Linked DNA regions of Ovis aries: region 1 is linked to region 2. A link is a contact called in public Hi-C data. All regions are on one chromosome and are shown on one strand. Each heading gives the region's core, a stretch centred on a gene start, on an enhancer-like site or on the middle of the called end of the contact. The rest is flanking DNA. Distances are from core to core; before and after follow the strand shown.

The links. A called contact is a pair of places that touch in the nucleus more often than the background predicts.
Region 1: a Hi-C map of hypothalamus shows a contact between it and region 2, with 1.6 times the contacts expected there. The contact joins the promoter of EPB41L2 here to the enhancer-like site in region 2. A contact is called at or near these places in 4 of 16 Hi-C or Micro-C datasets (hypothalamus, muscle, skin fibroblasts and 1 more).

The regions. Positions count from the first base shown.
Region 1 is chr8:56,608,369-56,615,593 of ARS-UI_Ramb_v3.0, reverse strand. It overlaps EPB41L2 (erythrocyte membrane protein band 4.1 like 2), which reads left to right and starts at 2,061. Exons shown (of 20, transcript XM_060419645.1): 1 at 2,061-2,165.
Region 2 is chr8:56,553,525-56,560,027 of ARS-UI_Ramb_v3.0, reverse strand. All of the region lies in intron 1 of EPB41L2 (erythrocyte membrane protein band 4.1 like 2), which reads left to right. Among named protein-coding and RNA genes, the nearest start is that of EPB41L2, 57 kb to the left of the region's middle. Within about 2 kb of position 1,802, at least 11 of the 54 cell types and tissues checked have an H3K27ac peak or open chromatin away from gene starts, as enhancers often do. A contact at or near this core is called in hypothalamus, where this site is marked.

The sequences.
Region 1 (7,225 bases), core at 812-3,311, 55 kb before region 2:
CTTTAATTGTCTCTTTAGGCTAAGATTTGCTGGTTCCCACATTATCAAGGTTACCCATCTATGGATATAATTTAACTTGTCAATATCCCTCTTAAAAGGTGGTGTGCAGGGCTTCCCTCGTGGCCCAGTGGTAAAGAATCTGCCTGCCAATGCAGGAGACACAGGTTAGATCCCTGGTCTGGGAAGATCCCTTGTGCCACAGATCAACTGTGTGCCACAGCTCTTGAGCCTATGCTCTGGCTCTGCAGCTAATGAGCCCATGTACTGCAACTACCGAAGCCCACATGCCCGTGTGCTCTGCAACAAGAGAAGCCACCGTAATGAGAAGCCTGCACACTGCAACAAAGAACAGCCACTACTCACTGCAACTACAGAAAAACCGGTGCAGCAACAAAGGCCCAGAATAGCCAAAAATAAACAAATAAAATAATTTTTTTAAAAAGTGGTATACAGAAGTGATTTGCAGACTTCAACAGATGATATAGCAGGGAACATAATTTCCTCTATTAAGGACATTATGTTTTATAAATTATGCCTACATTTAATTTATTATATTGCATTAACATTTTAAAAGGGTTTCATCACAGGTAGATTAAGGTTCCATGGGTCCTAAATCTTATATAATTTTAGAGATTCTTTAAAAGAATAAAACAACACATGTGAAGTTAGTTTCAAGGTCTGCATAGTTTCAAGACCTGTGTAGTTTCAAGTCCTCATTTCATTGTAAATCTGCCTGAAAGTTTATAATAGTATTGTCTCATAATATTTCCTGGTCTTCTTTACCAGAACTGCTTTCTAGTCAGACTTCCTCTCTGTGGTAGTTAACATACCCTATTAAGTTTTACTTGAGTACTTAGCATAGAGGGCATTAAGTAAGTTAACTCATGTGTGGGACAGAGAACAATCCCTGGCACACAAAGCATGCAATAAATGTTAGATTTTATTATTTTTATTATTCATTGGCAGGATCTTAGCAAGTAACTTATCTTCCTGACTCTTATTTTCTTTGATGTAATGAAGATAACACTTGCTCTGTCTTTTTCATAAAATTCCTGTGAGGATCAAAAGATAAAATGTTAATACGCTTTGTTAACTGAAAATATCATACACGTGAAAGGTATTGTAACTGGTGTTTCATTTGACATTGGTAATTTCAGAAAAGACTGTTAAGGAAAGAAAAGATTTTACTTTGGCCGAGGTGGAGTCTTTAAAGATCTCAGTTGAGGTGGGAGGAGGCAAAGAACAAGAGGTACATGGGTGGCAGACGCTGGAGGCAATGACCAGGACAAGCCCGACGGACATGCCAACTTTCAGAGAAGAAGAAAGGAGTAGAATCTGAGAGAAAGCGATCTAATTATACAAAAGAACCGGAAGAAATCGTCTGTGTGTCTTTCCACAACTGGCCTGAACCTCGGGTTTCTAGCTTTTTTTCCCCTGCCACAGTCTGCTCTGCAGTCCAGGCTCCTAGGACCCTGCCTGGAGATCTACCCACACTTTGGGTTCAGTATAAAAGCCCCTCTTCCAGGGGGCTTCCCCAATCCCTCCCGTGCCTCATACAGGAGGAATAAACGGTTCCCTTTCACTGTCCTCTCTGTGAAAGCACTTCCACTCTAGACAGAGGAGAACCTAGTTTTCCTTATTTCTGTTTCACCAGGGCCTAGCTTGGGGTCTGCCACCGAAGAGGTGCTCAAGCAAGGTTTAGTCAGTGGATTCACTTTTAAGAAATAACTTTGGAAATTGATAAAAGAGCATTTAATATCTGGATGCACGGGCTAAGAGCGGCTTGAACACAGGCATCAGCAGTCATTATCTAGGGTAGCTCCCAGGGCGAGTCGCGTCCTTTCCGCGCTGGGTACCCAGCGACTGCGAGCCGCTAATCCCGCTGAAAGAGTCGGTCGGACTAGCGGGGGCGGGGGCGTGGCCTGGGCGTAGGGGGCGTGTCGTGGCCCGCGGGGGTTTCCGCACCAGGGGCGCGTCCGGCGGGGATGCGGGAGGAGCTTCCGCCGCGAGGGGGCGGGGCTGGGGCGCTAGTCCTCTGACGGCCCCAGCCAGGGAATTTCAATTTGAAACCTAGCGGAGGGAGGAGGCGGGCGCGGCGGGCCGGCGACTGGGGCTGAAGCGGGACTGGTCCCGGCGGCTAGCGAGCTCCTGAGTACGGCGTCCGGGTAAGGAGGCGTGCGGAGCCGCGGAATGGCTGGCCCGGGACGGGGGAATCCCGGGGCCGAGCGTCTGGTCTCTGCGGATCTGCAGGGGCGGCTCGGATTTTTCCTGTGGCTGCAGCTGGGAAGCTGATCCCGGGCAGGAAGCGGTGGCGGGACGGTCCCACCGGGAGGGGGAGGGCTGCCGGTGTTGGGGTTTTCTGCGGCTCCCTGTCTGCCCTCCTCCCCATTCCCGACCCGGAGACCGGTCCTGTTACTACAGGCCGGATCTCCGCTTCCCTGCTCCGCTGCGGTCCCCCTGCTTCTCCCTTCGTGAGAGCGGGGGCCGCGTCTGGTCGGCGCCGAGAGAGGTGGGGGCACGGTGAGGACTGCGCCTGCCCCGCGGGGGTGCCGTGGGCTCAGGGTCACGCGTCCCGGGCCCCGCGGCGCGGCTGCAAGAGGGATCCGGCTCCATCCTGGCCGCGGGCCGCGGCGCGCGAGTCTGTTCCGATGCGGAGCGGCCCCCTCCTTCGGGGCCGGGGGCACGCGGCGGCGGCAGCATTGCCCTTCAGCAGGATGGTTTTGGAAGAGGAAACGCGAGCCGAGGACGCCACGCGTCCCGGGTCGGGCCGCGCGCCTGGGCGCTCAGGGTAGCTGGGTTCGGGCGGCGTCACTCGCTCGGTCCCTCCAGACGCGGACCTCCCGACCAAAGTGGAGAGAAACGCACGTTTTGCTCTCTGATCCTTGTAGTCCCGGCACCCGGGTCATCTCACCAGCGATGGCTTATTTTTCTCCTCTGTTTGACGGCAGAGTTGGGAGCATTTTTAGTTGCGCTGCTGGGGTAAGGACCAGCAGCGAGCAGGATTGGAATCAGAGTCTAAATCCCCAGCAGGAGTCCCTGCTCCGGGCAGCTCGGGAAGACGTCGGTCGTAATTTCTGAGATCTCTCATCTTTCTTGAGGTCAGGGTGTTTTGGCGAGGTTAGAAGAGCCCTTGCCTAGTCTATTATTTTGGGGAGGAGGTCTGTGTGGATCCTTCCTTCTGACTTAGGACGGTTAAATTGCATTCCCCATGAACAGCACAGCTGGCCGTTTTTAAGAGCTCTAGTGGGGTGAGAGGGAAGGAGGAACCTAGAGGATCTGTGAATATAGGTTCTCTTTTCTGAATCACATCCTTTCCTCAGTTTTTTTGAACTTCTCGCATCTGAAATGGCACGTGTATGCCAGGCGTCTTGTTCTTGTTACTGTTATTTAAGCTTTTTTTTAAAATGAATCTTAACAGTTTATCCTTTATTCTTGCTTTTTTTTTTTTTCCAGTTCCCTTTTTATTTTTCCCTTGTTTTTTTCCTTCTTTCACCGGAATCAGCTATTTCTGTATTCTCGATTTATAATACTGTATGGAGAATTTGAGTTTTAACTCGCGTCCTATCACATTTCCTCTTGGGTTTAGCACTTGAGGGAAACTGAGTCAGTTCCTTGGCCGCAGGAACTGGGATTTAAAATTCTGTCTGTGAACAGGTTTTACTCGGAAACGAATAGTACTTAATCCTATTCAGTTTCCGTTTGCGGGACTCTGCTGTGAGAAATCACAATCTTGGATTGTGATAAGGGCCAGCTGAGTACATCCATCAGGCTGACACAGCTTTTAAAGAGCTAGGTTGTGTCACCTGTCAGAGCTCCAAGGGTCAGTCCTAAAATTCAATTGAAGAAATCACTGTCAAATCTCAGATGTCTACTTTATAGAGGTTATTGGAGAACTGTACAAGTGGTAATGACTTGGAACAATGGGGTGGATTTAGGGCTAATTTAATCCTACCCTGTCTTCCTCACTTCTTGGGCAGAATTCCCACTGAAGTCAGTAGTGGTCTTGTGTGCAGAAGGCCTGCTGAGAACAAGAGGCTGCTCATTTAGAGTAACAGGAGGGGACAGTTTCTTCCCTTTAAAAACACCCCTCTTTAAGAAAGACCTAGTCATAACAGTGCTTTAATCTTTTATTTCTAGTCAAAGTTAGACCTTCCAGAGAAAATAAGTGTTTGAGTGGAGTCCTCAACTTCAGATTCTTGATATCTAAATTGGATGGGGATTGCCTAAAACAATTAAAAGCGATTAAAAAAATCATTTAATGAATTTCAGTAAAATTATTACTAACTTCAATAAAAAAATTTAAACTGCTATATAGTATTCTCAACTGGGTATGTATATTAAACTGGGTGTATGTATATATATATATAAAACTGGGTATATATATTAAAATCTGAAAATTAATTCCAAGTGAAAAGGAGCAGATTTAGGAGACAAATGCGAAGAGAAGCCCACCCTCAAACAACTATAGAAATATAAAATAAGAGAATTCAGATAGCCCTTGCTATATTTGGAGAGATACCTTTCAGTTCAGTTTTATGTACATACAGGCTTTAATGACTGGGCCCATCATTAGATTTGGAGGTTTCTAAGTTAGTTTTGTGTGGATCTGAGTTGGTAAGCTTGTTAGGTCCTTTGCTTCTTAAGTAACGTTCTTGTGGTTTACCCTTTCCAAATTACCCGTTCGAAAGAACTGAGTTTAGAAAACCTATCCAGTCACCAGATCTTAAAAATAGATTTTTTAAAAATCAGAACCATGTCCACGTGGACTTCCCAACCACTTGCTTTCAACTAAAAATACTTGCAAAGATGACAAAGCAGTCCTTAACTGGAATATTTATTGGTAAAATTACTCTGTGATTTAGTAATATTGTATAGTTATGTTTAAGTTCGGGTTTTGCCCTGAATCACCACTCCCATATAACTGACTAGAGAACTACAAAGGTTCTGTCTTTGTCATTTTATTTAGGAATGTGGGGTTTATGTTTTATGTAGCCGAATGCTAAATATTTTTGAAGATTTGGTTTTGTTTCTGTTTCCACAGGAAAGCATAGGCCTTCTTCTTTTGTTTTTTGAACTGACATATGTGTGGACTTTCTGAAGAAGTATGAATTGCTAGTATCTGTATAAGGCATTAATATAGTTTATAGGGATCAATATTGCTGAGGATCCAGTTTTGCATTTCTGAACATCTATATTGTTTACTCGGAGAAAACAAAGGAAATATGCTGACCTCCCCCCCCCCCCCACCTTTATTTAGAAACACATCCAGTGGCCTTGTTTGTTTTTTTCAGATTCAGAATTACTGTACCTAACCACCGGCTACCCTTACACATTTAAAAGCCACAAGTAAATGTTTGTGCTGGCTTCAGTACTCAGCAAATACTAGCCAAACTCTAATTTACTGCCCGTTTATAGAATCTTGGAATCTCAGGGCCGGACCTTTAGGAGTCAGCAGATCCACTCTCAGCCCTTTCCCCTCAACACACAAACATTTCCAGCCTCTTTGGAAGGCCTCAGTACATAGAAGATTTGTATATGATTCCCCCACAGATTCCAGACAGAGTGCCCTTTGGGAATGCCATGTTTTGGCATAAACCAGCAACCTGATACTCATAAGATTTCTATCATTCCTCTGACAGAGCAGTGCCCCAGATTAAAATCTAAAATGGAGTCGGTGCCTGGTATCCTTAAGTATAGGGGAATGGCTTCCAAGTGTAAATAGTGTTGTTACTTAGATGTTACAGGTAAGCCAAAAAGGAAGGAAATAATTTCTAATATCAACTAAAAATAAATGGTAATGGTTAATGTTTTGAAAATTTTTTTCCATAAAGTATGTATATTTTATATGAGAAAGGGAGTCCATTTGTAGAGTTATGTGAAGTGCCTATAACATTGTTGGTACTTAATAATTTGATGAATTAATTTATTGAAACTTTATGTAATATATTGGAAGTGCATTTAGTGAGGGTTTTTTGAAAGTTGGAATTAACATTGTAGAATCTGGTACGGTTGCATGTAGAAATGTTATGTAGGTTATATTTCATGTAGAGGATTTGGTTTTTTTACTCTTATTATTTCCTCTTGTTCTGTGGTTGGCTTAATCTATATGGGTTTCTTAGATGCATGTTTTTCATGTCTAGGAGGGTAGATAACCTGTACTTTATTTTCCTAAATATTGATTTAAATTGATTCAAATGAGAATGTTAGTGATTTTTCTCAATTTTCTCATTTTTTTTTTAAAAGTGATGTTGCTTTTCCCTTTGTATGGGGTAGACCTCAGGTGGCTTATGAGTACAAACATACTGCTTCTGCTTTTTAAAAATAATTATTAAATGGTTGTGCTGGGGCTTTGTTACTGTCTGTGGGCTTTCTCTAGCTGTGGTGCACAGGCATCGCAGTGGCTTCTGTTGTGGAGCACAGGCTCTAGAGTTTAGGCTCAGTAGTTTCGGTCTGTGGGCTTAGCTGCTCTGAAGCACGTGGAGTCTTCCCGGAACCCGTGTCCCCTGCATTGGCTGGCAGATTCTTAACCACTGGACTACCAGTGGTTAAGTCCCTTCTGCTTTTTGTTTCCCCCGCAAAGATTGAATTTGGACTAATTTCATATACTTAGTTACTTTAAAAATAGAAATATGTTTCCATATCACATATGCTCTGCATTTTGGTATTATTATTTTTTACTCCAGTGTATTGTGCATGTGTGCTAAGTAGCTTTAGTTGTATTCGACTCTTTGTGACCCTGTGGACTGTAGCCTGCCAGGCTCCTCAGTCCATGGGGATTCTCCAGGCGAGAATACTGGAGTGGGTTGCCATTTCTTCCCCTAGAGGATCTTCCTGGGGATTGAACCTGCATCTCTTATGTCTCCTGCATTGATAGGTAGGTTCTTTTACCACTAGTGGCACCTTGGAAGCCCGATATCTAGTGTATTAGATAGAGCCATAAAGGTCTAAATGTATATAGATTGCCTCAGAAATAATTTTTATAGTAATATGAAATCAATTTGAAGAATAAGAATTATCTTTTTATTTGCTCTGAGAACTATCATAAGCAAGATTTGCTTTAGTAGCCCAGCGGACATTTCACCTTTGTAACTAAGTTGGGTGTCATGGGTATGGTTTTAGTTCTTTCCAGGTTAAGAACCAGAGGGCATGGAAAGAGTTCCAAAGTGATTTTGTCACATGTTATCTGTAGTGCCTTGTCTAGGTCAGTTAGGGGAGTTCATGGTAT
Region 2 (6,503 bases), core at 553-3,052:
ACGGGGAACAGAGGGTACAGAGGGCAGGATCAGGGTGGAATGCATCCTAGGTTTGGGATTCAGCCCCCGCTCTTATAGCAGAGGCTTTATACGTGGTCGGGTGGTGGGGAAGCATGGTTCAGACACTAGTTGAGCTTCTCGCTCAACCCTGGGTCTGGGGAGCTTTACTGTCCGACTGAGGGAAATAGACTAGGAAAAAGTCAAAGTGTGGGTCACAATCAAGATCCTGTGATTCCGTAAAAGCTAAGTGGTGAGGAGAGGTGGCTTTTGATGTGTTCTGGGTCATAGGGAGAGAGCTTTCTGCAACTTAGAGTCATGGGTTTACCACATAACATGTAGTCAGTTGTAGAAAATTGAAAATTGATTTTTAGAGGGTTGTGAGGGCGACAAAGCTCTGTAAAAGTTTATGTGGACAGTCGTGGGGATTGTGAGTTAGAAGTTCTGGCTTCTTTCTTTTTTGACTGTCTCGTTGACTTAAAAAAACAATAAATGAGCATTAGCATCCCTGTGTGATCTTGGCTCTGCCTTTGGAATGTAAGTAAGAATGGACAAACACATCTGGACGTTCCTTGTCCCTCTTCCCGTGCTCTGAGGAGTAAAAGCTCGACAGTAAATTGTAAGACCTTCTGTAGCTTTCTAGTCTGAACTTGAGAGGTGGAGAGTTTCGTTTCGCTTCCTATGGGGCCATGTTGGTCAGGTGTTGGTGGTGGCAAGCAGGCCACAATTCCATGGCTTTTAAAAAAAGGGATCAAAGCATGGTGGAGTGGAGAGTTAGGCAGTTTGGGTAGAGGCCCAGGTTCCTGTGGCTCTTCATCTCCAGTTGCCAAGAGTTGCCGTGTCAAACCCCTGGTCAGGTACCACATCTCTGGGGTGGTCCCTGCTGGAGAAGTAGTGGAGTTGGGAATCTTCACTGGACTGGCTTAGTGTGAATGAAGGGTGACAGAAAGGGTCAGCCCCCACTCATTGTTCTGGGGAGCAAATGTGTGTTAGGGGAACTCCTTATGTGTGTTTTCCTTAAAATTTGCAGTTAAGCTTTATGGATTAATTGGACCATCTTAAGTAGGCTTGGGGAGTTACTATTCCCTTTAGTGGCTGTTTTCTGTGGGGAAGAAATAATAACAGCTGACATTTACTTACTTAGAGTTTGTTGTTGTTCAGTTGCCAAGTCATGTCCGATTCTGTGACCCCCATGGACTCCCATCCGCAGCTTTGCTTTTGTCATTCTTATCTCATTCCCCCCTGTGCTCACTCCTTCCCCAGCAAAGTCCTCACTTCATCTGGGGTTGGGGTGTATGTCTGTTTTTTCCTGTTTCCAAGGCAGTGACTCAAAATCTGGCCTGTCATGAGTCAGTTCAGTTCAGTCCCTCAGTCGTGTCGACTGTTTGCGACCCCATGGACGGCAGCACACCAGGCTTCCCTGTCCATCACCAACTCCCGGAGTTTGCTCAAACCCACGTCCCTCGAGTCGGTGATGCCATCCAACCATCTCATCCTCTGTCGTCCCCTTCTCCTCATGCCTTCAGTCTTTCCCAGCATCACGGTCTTTTCCAATGAGTCAGTTCTTTCTGGACTGCGTATAGACAGGAGTGCAGAATTAGTCCTTCTCAAGCCTGCTGGAAGTTAACAGTTTAGAGCTGCTGAAGTTTGACCTTCAGGGAGGGTCCTGCCAGTGATGGCTGTGCTCTACACAATGTGTTTAAAGCTGTAAAGTTCTGAGTGTAGGATTCCTAAGCAGAGTACAGTCACGTGTGACTGTGAGGTTTTCTTGTGCCAGGAAAGACTGTGTTTTTATGTTAAATAGCATTGGGTGGCCTAAGGGATTCTAGCCACAGCTGCATTCCAGAGACAGTTCAGAGCCATGGCTGGTAATGACATCACCACCGCAGGTGCCAGATCATCCCCCCCCCCTTTTTTTTTTTTTTCCCAATATAGCCTGCCCATGCCTTTTTTTCTTAAAGGACATTTAAGTACTACTGTGAGGATTTGTTGCAGAATAAGTATGAAATCCAGTTTTGGGGGTGTGTGTGTGTATGTGTGTAGGTAGAGAGATGAAAATAAAGTGCTTTTGGAAGATCACGCAGTCCCAGAAATTCCAGTTTTAGGTTACTTGCGTTCAATCACTCCCACGAGATTTTGATGGGAAGGGGTGGGACAGAGGAGGGGGTTCAGACTAGAAGAGAAAAGTAGCTGTGAAAGAAAAAGGATGAGGGGCTTCCTCCCTCTACCTTCCCTCTTATCCAAGATTGGCCTGGAGTGTTTCCAAGAGAACTCTGATTTCCAGTGTATTTCACAGAGGCTGAAGAGCTCTGATTCCAAATGTCAAGCTTGGATTCAGGGATTGGATTTTTTTTTTTAAATGATAAATTTATGTGTTTGTTGAATAAAATTTGCAATACAGAGAAACATAAATAGTAAAAGCCATCCTCATTCCCACTTTAAGACTTAATTCATATTTTTATTTTGTAAAAAATGCATTTGGTGGTGTTAGAATACATTCAGAGGTTATAGGATAAATACTTCAGTAAATGCATATTTATGTACATTTCACAAGAAAGGGCTCATACGATGGTTTTGACGTTTATGTTCATTTAACTTTGTGTCACGTTTGCCATGCCAAGTAGTTTTTTTTTTTTTTTTTTTTAGAATGCAGAATTTTAGAACTATGGGGTACTTTAAGAGGTAATGAATCCTCCCTATATTTAATAGATTAGGCAATTTAATAAAATGAAGTTAAATGACTTGCTCTAAATTCCCGTTACTTTCAGAACTGGAATTAGAACTGGTTCCATCTATTCCAGTATACTTTTAACTATCCCATTCTGCCTATTTTACTTTATGTACTGGCAAAAATTTGTGAATAATTATCTCTAGGATAAATTAGAGATTGTTGCCCCAGGTAATTTAATCCATCTCACTCTTAACTTTGAATATGAAAAAAAATTGAAACTTTGAGACTACTCACACACACCTGTGTAGTTAAATTAATTTGCCCCAAGTGATTTGGAGATGTTAGAAACCATTATGAGATGGCTGGATTGTTGCTATTTTAGGGTTATTTGATGTGAACCTTAAAGAAGTGAAGTTAAAAAATGTATGCTTTACACTTAGCACAAGCATATTTGAAGTGTTTCTTTCTGTCATGTTAAAACCAATAAATCTCTTCAAACTTTTTAGTGGTCTTGCCAAACTGTTAATTATCATCTCCTTTGCCAAATTTCCTCTTCTCTGGAATTCTATTTTCCTTATTTTGCTGAATTCCCATAGGAGTTCTTGGCTGTATAATTCCTTTGGCAACTGCTCAGGTAGTCTTTCTTCTACCCTTGTCTTGAAACAGTAACATTTTATGAAGGTTAACTTTCCATGAGGTTGTGTGCCTGCATTTCTTTTACTGTTGTCTTGAAAACAGTAACATTTTATGAATGTTAACTTTCCATGAGGTTGTGTGCATGAGACCCTTGGCCCCTTAAGGACAGGATGTTGTCTTGTCATTTTCCTTCCTTCCACTTCTCTCCGCTTCACTTTACCTCCTCTCCATAGTACTAGCAGAGCACCTGTGGGCTCACTCTCTTATTATCGTAACTTGTTAAAAAAAAGGGTCTGAGCATGTTTAGGGCGAATCGGAGAACATGGCCTCCTCTCTGAGTTTGGCTGTCCTGCAGGTACCGCCGATTTCAGGAGTATCTGCAGGAAAAGCATGTCTAGAATGATTTGCACATTGTCTTGGTCAGCGAGTAGCTGGATGTCCTTTCTGAGGCAGTTGTTACGGATTCATACAATGTACTGGCGCACATAGCCTCAGACTCCCCCTCGCCTCTATTTGAACTTAAGCTGCTGCTGCTAAGTCACTTCAGTCGTGTCCGACTCTGTGTGACCCCATAGACGGCAGCCTGCCAGGCTCCCCGAACTTAGGCTAGAAGGAACTGTATGAAACAGCTGATGGGTGGGCTTCTGTAGGGCTGTCTGAAAAACAGGTGATGGAGAATCCTCAGTTTTTGTTTTTCTTGGAGAAATTCCTCCACAGGAAGTCTTCAGCATATTTTAAATTCTGCATCTTGAAGAACTTAAGATTTTGTACATTTCTGAACTTGCTGTATCTTGAGGGAAGAAATGGAAGATGGGATGAGGGGCGTGAAGAAACTTAGTGTTGAAATCTCGGGAGTAGGAAGTGGAGATGAAAGGGAATAACGGCTGGGATACATTTGTAGGTAGAGGAAGAAGGAAAGAGTAAGAATGGAAAGAGATCGAGAAATAAGGATAAACAGCCAACTATTAGGGTGGAGACAAAAATCTGAATGTCATTTGGCAAAGATGCTTATACTTTTGGTTTCTTCCCAAAAGTTTTTCAAATGATTGTAGTGGGTGGGGAAACTCCACTAGAGATGACAGGTTAAGTGTTGGATGAGGAATATGACAGAAATAGCTTGAGTGACGGAAGTAGGAAGAAACAGAATTAAGAAACTTTTTTTTTTTTTTTCCTGGCAGTGCTCTACATTTCTTATAACACTGTGCTTCATTTATTCCAAAAAGTTTTTCAGTATCGTATAAAGAGTCTCATTTTTGGTCAACTCCTTTTTTTCCTGTGGGGTTGCTTGTCTTAGAATAGGTGTCGAGCTCTCCCCCTCTTTCAGCTTGTTCACTGTGGAAAACTGTCAGGACATAGAAGATATGCTGCAAAAGAAGACAGATTCCAAGAGTTGACCGCAGGACAGCAGCCACATCGTTCTAGGGACCCAGTACACGTGTGTGATGTTTGTGGGCACACACCTGTGTTCTTTTCCCTTAAAGAAGTCTCGTGATACTAGAATGTGATCTTATTTCTTTTGAAGTCTTTTTTTAAAAAATTCGTTATTTTTAAGTAATAATGGCTGTGGGGAATACTCTCCAGGCTGTGGGGAATTGTTTTTCCATGTGTTTCTGTTCGGGTCAGTGAAAAGAGGAAAATAATTTTGGGATGAATTTTATGATTGGAAAAGGAACACTGCCTCCTAAAAGATATTTATGTTTACCGTTGGGTTCTAGTATCAGTCGCATTATTTCCTGACCCAAGGCTGGGCTGCGCCTGACATAAGCGTTAGGAACTGAATTGTGTCAGCACTGCTCCTTAAGGCGTTTATCTTAATCCAGGCGTCCTTGGATTGTGCCCACGAGCACACAGTGGTGGCAGTGAGCGCAGAGCTGGGCTGCTGGTGTGAGCTCCGAGGAGCTCAGTGATCACCCTGTGAGTCCAGTCCCGGTGACCGTGAGTTGGTGTTTTTCTTTAGATGCTCTATTTTGATCTAAGAGGGGTCATGGTATTTAAGTTACTTCTGTGTCATTCTCCTGGGATGGACTGAATAGCCCTGAATTGTGTCTCACGGGGCCCTGTATGCAGCTAAAGTAAGTAGAGGATGATGGCCAGGGAGGTGCCAGCTGCGGAGCTGGTTGCGGTATTGTCCTGATTGGGGTATTTGGGTTGGCCAGCTTTCCTGGAAGATAAGCTTATATTGTATTTACATAGATACATCCTGAAAGTTCTGTATAATTATACAGTTGTATTGTATTTGAGTGTTCCAGAGAATAAAATAGTACATCTCCTGTCTGTGGCTTTGGCTCTGAGAGCCATAGCTGCTGCTTTCCTGCACGTTCCCCTGCACCTTTCCCTTGTTCCTGCTTTCTCCTGTGATCTTCTGTGTTACCCTGAGTGGAGAAAGGAGCAAAATCATCCATACTTGTCTCTGGTGAATGCTTTGCATGAAGGAGAGATTGTAGAAATGCTGCGGTTAAAAAAAAAACAGCCACCAGTCTGCATTTTCGTACTGTTTTCACACCTGTGGGGAATTGGAAGTTTTGAAGTGTGAGGTACACTGGGAAAATAAAAACCAAGAGGAAAATGTGTTTTGGAAAAACAAACCTGGCTGGGAAGTTAGGTTTCTGCCTTTTCTTACAATATTCTTTAAAAAAATAATAATTCCTTCACTTAGCTCAGAATTTTTTAGATTCTCTTGTGTCTGTGATGCAAAGGATTGGCTACATTAATTTTTCAGGCCCCTCCCAGACTCATGATTCAGGAGGACTGTATATCCCCAAACGTATTGTTGTAGGACTTATTTCAGAGCCACTTCTGTTTTCTTCTTGCTTCTCTTAGAATTCAGTACCTTTCTGAAGGTGGTGATCCTTTAGGTCAGCTTTAACCCACGAGAACCAATCATATAGGTGAAGATAGTTGTTTCACACTCCTCACATTTTCCTTGTATGAATCTTAAAAGATGGCGTGACATTTCTTGTCATAAATGTGCCAAAATAGTGTTTATTCCATTGGAGGGCCATTTAATTTAATATTAGGCTTACTTTATTGAATCGTTAAGGTGATTATCTTGGATAATAGAAAAATAAGATGACAGTGCCAGGAATTATCTGAAAAAACAGGTGCACAGTTTGTTTTTTTAAAAAGTGTTTTCTTGTAATCTCATCTCTTTCTCCTCAAATGTACTAAGCATGACTTTGTGCAAAGGAGTGTGTGTTTT